Linked DNA regions of Mus musculus: region 1 is linked to region 2. Evidence: chromatin contacts called from public HiChIP or PLAC-seq data. All regions are on one chromosome and are shown on one strand. Each heading gives the region's core, a stretch centred on a gene start, on an enhancer-like site or on the middle of the called end of the contact. The rest is flanking DNA. Distances are from core to core; before and after follow the strand shown. Region 1 has its middle 11 kb from the start of Wfikkn2. Region 2 holds the start of Spag9 (sperm associated antigen 9).

Region 1 (2,902 bases), core at 156-2,655, 240 kb before region 2:
TGACATTTTCTAGGTAAGGAAAACTAAGGCAAGAGTAATGGGACATTTACTTAGCCATGGCCAAAGCACAGGGCTACAGTTCCAGCACTTGGGAGTCAGAGGCAGAAGGATTTCAAGTACAAGAACAGACTAGGCAAAGAAAACCCATCTCAAAAACAAAGTTAAAACAAAAGAAAAAAGAAAGAGAGAAAGAAAGGAAGAAAGAAAGGAAGAAAGAAAGAAAGAAAGAAAGAAAGAAAGAAAGAAAGAAAGAAAGAAAGAAAGAGAGAAAGAAACAGGGAGTGGGGTATGTCTCAGTTCAAGTATGAAGACTCGAGTTCGGATCCCCAGAATCCACGTAAAAATCTGGGTACAAGCTGTGTTGGGGAGGTGAATTCAGGAGACTGGGGCCTTGCCCCCGCCAGCCAGCCAGACGAGCCGAATATGTGAACTCCAGGTTCTGTGTGAAATCTTGTTCCGAAAATATAGGTGGAAAGAGATGGTTCAGTGAGAAAAGGGGCTTGCTGCCAAGTCTCATGACCTAAGTTCAATCCTTAGGTAGTATACAGTAGGAAAAGAAAACCTATTCCCAAAAGCTGTACACACACACACACACACATACAAACACACATGCTGTGGCATGTGCCCCTCACCCCAAACAAATAACTAAATACAATAAGTTGGGGAGAGGCAGAAGAAGATACCAACACCCGCCTTTGGTCTCCATGTGTGCAGGCTTTGGTAGACATACCGTAGACATACCTGCATACTCACACAGACACACACACAGGCACACAGACACACACACATACACACACACACACACACACACACACGCGCGCGCGCACGCGCACACGCACACGCACACACACACACACACACACACACGCATAAGCATAAGCACACGTGCCTGCATGGGCAGTGTCTGGCTCCAGCTGGTCAGTCACCGGTGCATCACCCAAGGCCTGTTTATATCCTGGACACGTGACAAGCTTCCTTCACACACAACTGCAGTCATGGCCTAGATTCCCGAGCCAGACATCAGCCTCATGCCTCCTCATCTTCAGAAGGCAGCCAGCTCCTTGGGGGAGGCCTCTGCTGTCCCTAGGCTGCCTCAGCCTCGTCAAGTCTGGCATGCCTCTAGGCTGGTGCTGACCCAAATCAGAGTAGTGGCCAGGGGCTCCAGGAACACTGCGGCCCAGCTCAGAGCTCGAAAGGGGGATGGATGGCTGGATACAGGATCTGGGAGGAGGGCCACGAGGGCCCACTGCATTTTTTTTTTTTTTGACTATCATTTGTCTTTCATGTCAGCTCCACTCCCGTAGCTACTCCTCCTGTTCTCATCCCATCTTCCCAAGGAGCCAGGGCTTCTCCTCCTCTCTAGGGAATGTGTGAGTAATGCAGGCGGGTGGTGACAGGGCTCCTGGGTCCTATTCTTGGCTGTGCCCTCATTCTGGAATGTGCCCTGAGGTCAGTTGACACAGCTCTCTCAGGCTGTCAGGAGGAAGGAAGAATAAGCTTCCAGGGGTACCTCCCAAGGAGGAGTGTGGACAGGCAGGTGGACGTGCTATCCAGCCCTCTCCCTCCCACATCTTAGGCTTCCAAGCCCTTTGACCTCTCTTCAAGGTCAGGCTGGAGTCTCTCTTCATATCCCAAGTTAACCAAGGACATCCAGATGTCTAACAGTAAAGGATTCCTTCAAGCTCACTCACAGGAAGGGAATACAGGGCTATGTCCCAGCGTGTACCAGCCCAGACTGGCCCAGAGGTGGGACCTCTTCGCAGCCCATCACTGGCAAGGTGCTGGGTACCCCAACATACCGGTCTTATCTGCCCCTTCTGAGTCTTGAGGAAACTTAAGAGCTCTGGCAGAGGGAAGTTGTTGCCATCTTGGTGTTTTGTTTTGTTTTCTGGTTTATGGGAAGGGACAGCTCTGTCTAACAGACAGCTGAGGGTGGTGGGTGGTGGCTGGCTTGTGTCCTTTGTATGTGACAGTCAGGACGCAAGGCCTGAGTGAGAGCAGTACCACAGAGAGGGGCAGACGCTTGCGTGCCAACAATGTTGAGTTATGTCCTTCACATATGCTGCTGATCCGTCCCTCACAGCTCTCAAAGGTCTGTGTTCATTGTCCAGTTGACTAGACGTGGGAGCACCTAGGAGTCACAGCTCTGGGCCTGTCTTGGGGGCCGGGGGGTGTTTTCCATGAGAGGTTTAACTGAGGAAGAAAGACTCAGCCTGAATGAGGGTGGCAACATTCCATGAACTGGAATCCCAGACTAATATGGAAAGGGGGAAAAGAGGCTCTGGAGAGAGCGCTCAGTTGGCACAGCGTTTATCTTGTGAGTATGAGGACCTCAGGTCAATGCCCAGAACCACCCCACCCCTACCCCCAGCACAAATCCAGCTATGGTGACACAGTTCCCAATCCCAGCACTGAGGAGCTAGAGACAGGTGCATCCTTAGGACTTGATGACCTTTGGGTCTAATCTACTTGATGACTCTAAGCCACTGAGAGATTTACCGTCTGAAGACTAACATCTGAGGTTGATGTCTGGCTTTCACATGTACCTCACACACACACACACACACACACACACACACACACACACACACACACACACACACGGAGTTTATAAGGAGGAGAAAGCCAGCCGAACACCAGCATTCATTTCTTTCTCCTTCTTCACTGTACATGCAATGCAATCCGTCACCTTACACTCCTTCAAATCCTGAGGTGGACTGAGCCCTTTCGTCCTCAAGTTGCTCTAATTGGGCATTTTTTTTTCCGCAGCAGATGAGTCGTGAATGTCCAGCCTTCTTTAAGCTGGCATTATTTTATGACTTTGCTGTTTGAAGACCCCACCCTAATCTAGAGTCAACGGAAGGGAACGATAAAATGCCTCTGGGATTCGCTAACCCCAGGC
Region 2 (3,192 bases), core at 214-2,713:
AAGGAGAGCATTTTGACTGCCGAAGAAAGGTTCTTCAGAAACAATGCCAGGGCGCTCAGCCTGCAGGCTAAAATCCTGAACTCGCTCAAAAAGCTAGAGGATCATTTACAGCCCAGGATCCAAAAAGGCTCACACACTCAGGTGACGAGTACAAAGGTCACCGCTCAGGTGTTCGAGCAAAGAGCCAGCCAAGTGCACTTAGAAACTGCAGGATGCAAAGCAAACGCAGACAGGACAAGTGTTGTAACACTCACCCACACCTTCTCAACCCCGCCCCCCAGTCTTTATAAATAGAGGAGGCTGTCAGGGAACTGTCCAAGGTTACCACCTGACACGAAGGAGGAACATTCCTCTGTGAGGAACATTAATAAAGTAAATGAATGTACTGTATGTACTTACTGGACTCTGCTAGTCGACTTCTAAGTGGTTGACTAAGTGTTAAAATTAAATGGAAAAAAAAAAAAAGGGTACATAGGTAGACTTCCTTCTCAAGAGGATCTAAATGTCAAGAAGAAACTGACCGAAAGAGGGAGATCTCTAACTTCCCAAAGCAGCAGCAGCCCCCCCTGGAAAGGTACCGAAGCCAGCGGAACTGACACGGGCAGGACAGCACTGCCCCTCCCCATGCTAAAAGTTTGAACCCGCACCCGACTATCCTACGGTGGTCGGAAACTTCCCTAAACAAGAAGCAACCAGACACCCTCAAGTCTCCGCCCTCGGGCAGTCCCAGGTGCCCTCAGATGCCAGAGTGTCGCTTCCTCCCCCGGCCTTCCTCCCACTTCACCCCTCTCCTGGACACTCGCTGGCCTGCCTAGGCTTCCAGCACCGGCCAGTGTCCCGGGGTCCCGAGACGCTGCGGAGCACTGTCCCGGGCCCTGGATTCGGGCCTGCCCTTCAGGAGTCCACCCTGGCGCGTTGGTGCGCCTGGCGCGCCCAGCGTCCCCAGCCCGGCTGCGACCCCCGCCCCCGCCGGCCCTCACCTCCTCGGCGTGCTTGCGCAGCGCCTTCTCCCGCTCGTACTGGGTGATGAGCTGCTCGTTGTCGTCCCGCAGCAGCTCCAGCTCCACCTGGTGCTCCTGGTCCTGCGCGAACACCGAGTCCAGGTTCTCCAGCACGGCCACCACCAGTGGCATCAGCTCCTTGACCACCTCCTCATCGTAGCGCCCGATGAGCCGCTCGAACTCGCGGTAGATGGAGCCGGCCAGGCCGGACACCCGCTCTGACATCACGGCCCCGGAGCCTCCGGGCTCCTCCTGGTATACCACACCGTCCTCCAGCTCCATGGTGGCGGGCGGGCGGGCGGCCCCGGGCGTCGCCGGCTGAGGGGTGGCACGGGCCCGCACGGGACGGGCCCGGCGGAGGCTGGGGCTGGGGCTGGGCCCCGCGGGGTGGGGGCCGGAGCCCTGGCCAAGGAGGGGAGGGGTGGGGTGAGCGCACTCGCCCCAACCGCCGCTGCACCAACTGCCGGGGCGGCCCGGCCGCGCGCGCTACGCGTCACCCGTGGGGCGGGGCCAGCGCCGCGTCGCCCCGGTGGGCGGGGCCCCGCGGGAGGCCAGGCGCGGACGAGGGGCGGGGCCTGGCGGCGGCGTGCGCCGGCTGTGACGCCAACACCCGGCGCCGCGCGCGCGCGGACCGAGAGGTGAGAGGTGGAGGAAGTGACAGCCGGAGGCTGCGTTGGCTGGGCGTTCCCAGAGGAAAGGGAGGGGCTCTGAAGACTGACAACTTTCCCCAGGAGGCTGCAAGCGTTTTCTTCGCCTTTTTACGGCTCATCCCGCGCCTTCTTGGTGCGCCAGACGTGTGGACCCTGCTTAACAGACAAAGAAACTAGGGCCAGGGAAGTTGCGGGTTAGTCAAGGTCATACCGCTAGAACAGGAAAGAGGCAGAGGCGAGACTCTCTCTACTTCCTACTGAGAATTCTGGACTCAAAGGAAAACAGTGGATGAGGGAAAAAGCTGTAACTAGAATGACTGCCTAGAGGATCAGGTTGCCTCGAGTACGATAGTACACTTTGATGTTAAGGAAGAGTAAGGATAGCCTTAACCAGAAGAGCGAAGCGTCTGGAGAAGGGAAAATGAGTACCACTTTTTGCATTTTGCCAAACACTGGGTCCCTCTGCTCCCTGCCTATGAGAAAGACAGTTCTAGGCTGCAGCCACTACCACCGGTCCCTCTCTGATCTTGAGAGGGAGGTGGGGCTGGGAAGTGAGAGAAGAAGCAGAGGAGGCTATGGGGTGGAGTCAGTGGTGGAATAAGTCCCATGATACATGAAGTCACCTATCTTGGGAGTGCGTCACTCGTGGGGAATGCCACAACACCCTAGCCTTGGGCAGGCTGAGTCAGAGATTACTTCCGTGTATTCTCATCTTCCAGTCTCAAGTTTGGCGGAAGACACTCGCAAAAGCCTCTTCCCTTTGCCATAGCTGACTCAGATACACCGACTCCGACTCATCTAAATATATGGGAAGAACAGAGAGGATTTAAATAGACAAGTTATTAGGGAGAAGACTGGCTACCTCCCGGAGTCCTAAATACCCTGTTTGGTGTTTAGAAGTTTCAGATCATCCCCAAAGTCTCCCACACTTCCATCTCCCTGGAAACCACCAAAAGCTCTGTGGAGGTTGACCCAGTGCAAAAGGACAAAGATGAAAACTGTCAAAACAATTTCCCGAACCCCTGCGCCACTACCCTTAGTTTGTGCTCTCCCTGTCTCCCTTCCTCACCCTTACTTTGTGTATATGTCTGGATTCTAGGAATGCTGCCCAGCTAGTTGAGTATGAGCTCAAAATGCCCTATCGATTTTTAAAAAGAACTTTATTGTTTTGTTTTGTGAACTAATGTTTTGCCTGTGTGCATGTCTGGGCACCAGTCCTGTGCAGAGCCTGCCGACGGTGTCCTGTCAGCTAGAACTGGAGTTTTAGCTGGTTGTGAGCCTCTATGTATGTGGTGGGAATCAAACCCTGGTCTTCTGCAAGAGCAGCCAGTCCTCTTAACTGCTGAGCCTATTTCTTCAGGCACCTATCACTTCTTAATCTCACCTTGAAAACGGAGGAAATCTTGCTATGAATATTCTCTCTCCCTTCCCTACCCCTTCATGAGTGACGCCACTCAGTCTTCCTAAGTAACTCTGTTTTCCTGGGAGTCAGAGATGGAAGACTTAGAGCAAGAGTTGTTTTTTGTATTTCTACAACATTA

Evidence for each region. HiChIP or PLAC-seq counts read pairs in DNA pulled down with a chosen protein or histone mark.
Region 1: a FOXA1 HiChIP or PLAC-seq map of pancreatic cancer cells shows a contact between it and region 2. The contact joins the enhancer-like site here to the promoter of Spag9 in region 2. A contact is called at or near these places in 10 of 39 promoter capture datasets (the C10 cell line, cranial neural crest, embryonic stem cells and 5 more), 1 of 484 Hi-C or Micro-C datasets (olfactory sensory neurons), 8 of 115 datasets of contacts at active chromatin or transcription factors (bone marrow-derived macrophages, embryonic stem cells, extraembryonic endoderm stem cells and 3 more) and 2 of 9 other capture datasets (adipose tissue and embryonic stem cells).

The regions. Positions count from the first base shown.
Region 1 is chr11:94,230,469-94,233,370 of GRCm38.p6, reverse strand. No RefSeq gene overlaps it. Among named protein-coding and RNA genes, the nearest start is that of Wfikkn2, 11 kb to the left of the region's middle. Within about 2 kb of position 1,405, at least 92 of the 459 cell types and tissues checked have an H3K27ac peak or open chromatin away from gene starts, as enhancers often do. A contact at or near this core is called in pancreatic cancer cells, where this site is marked.
Region 2 is chr11:93,994,362-93,997,553 of GRCm38.p6, reverse strand. Spag9 (sperm associated antigen 9) reads right to left here and starts at 1,463. Exons shown (of 29, transcript NM_027569.3): 1 at 981-1,463. The coding sequence starts at 1,283.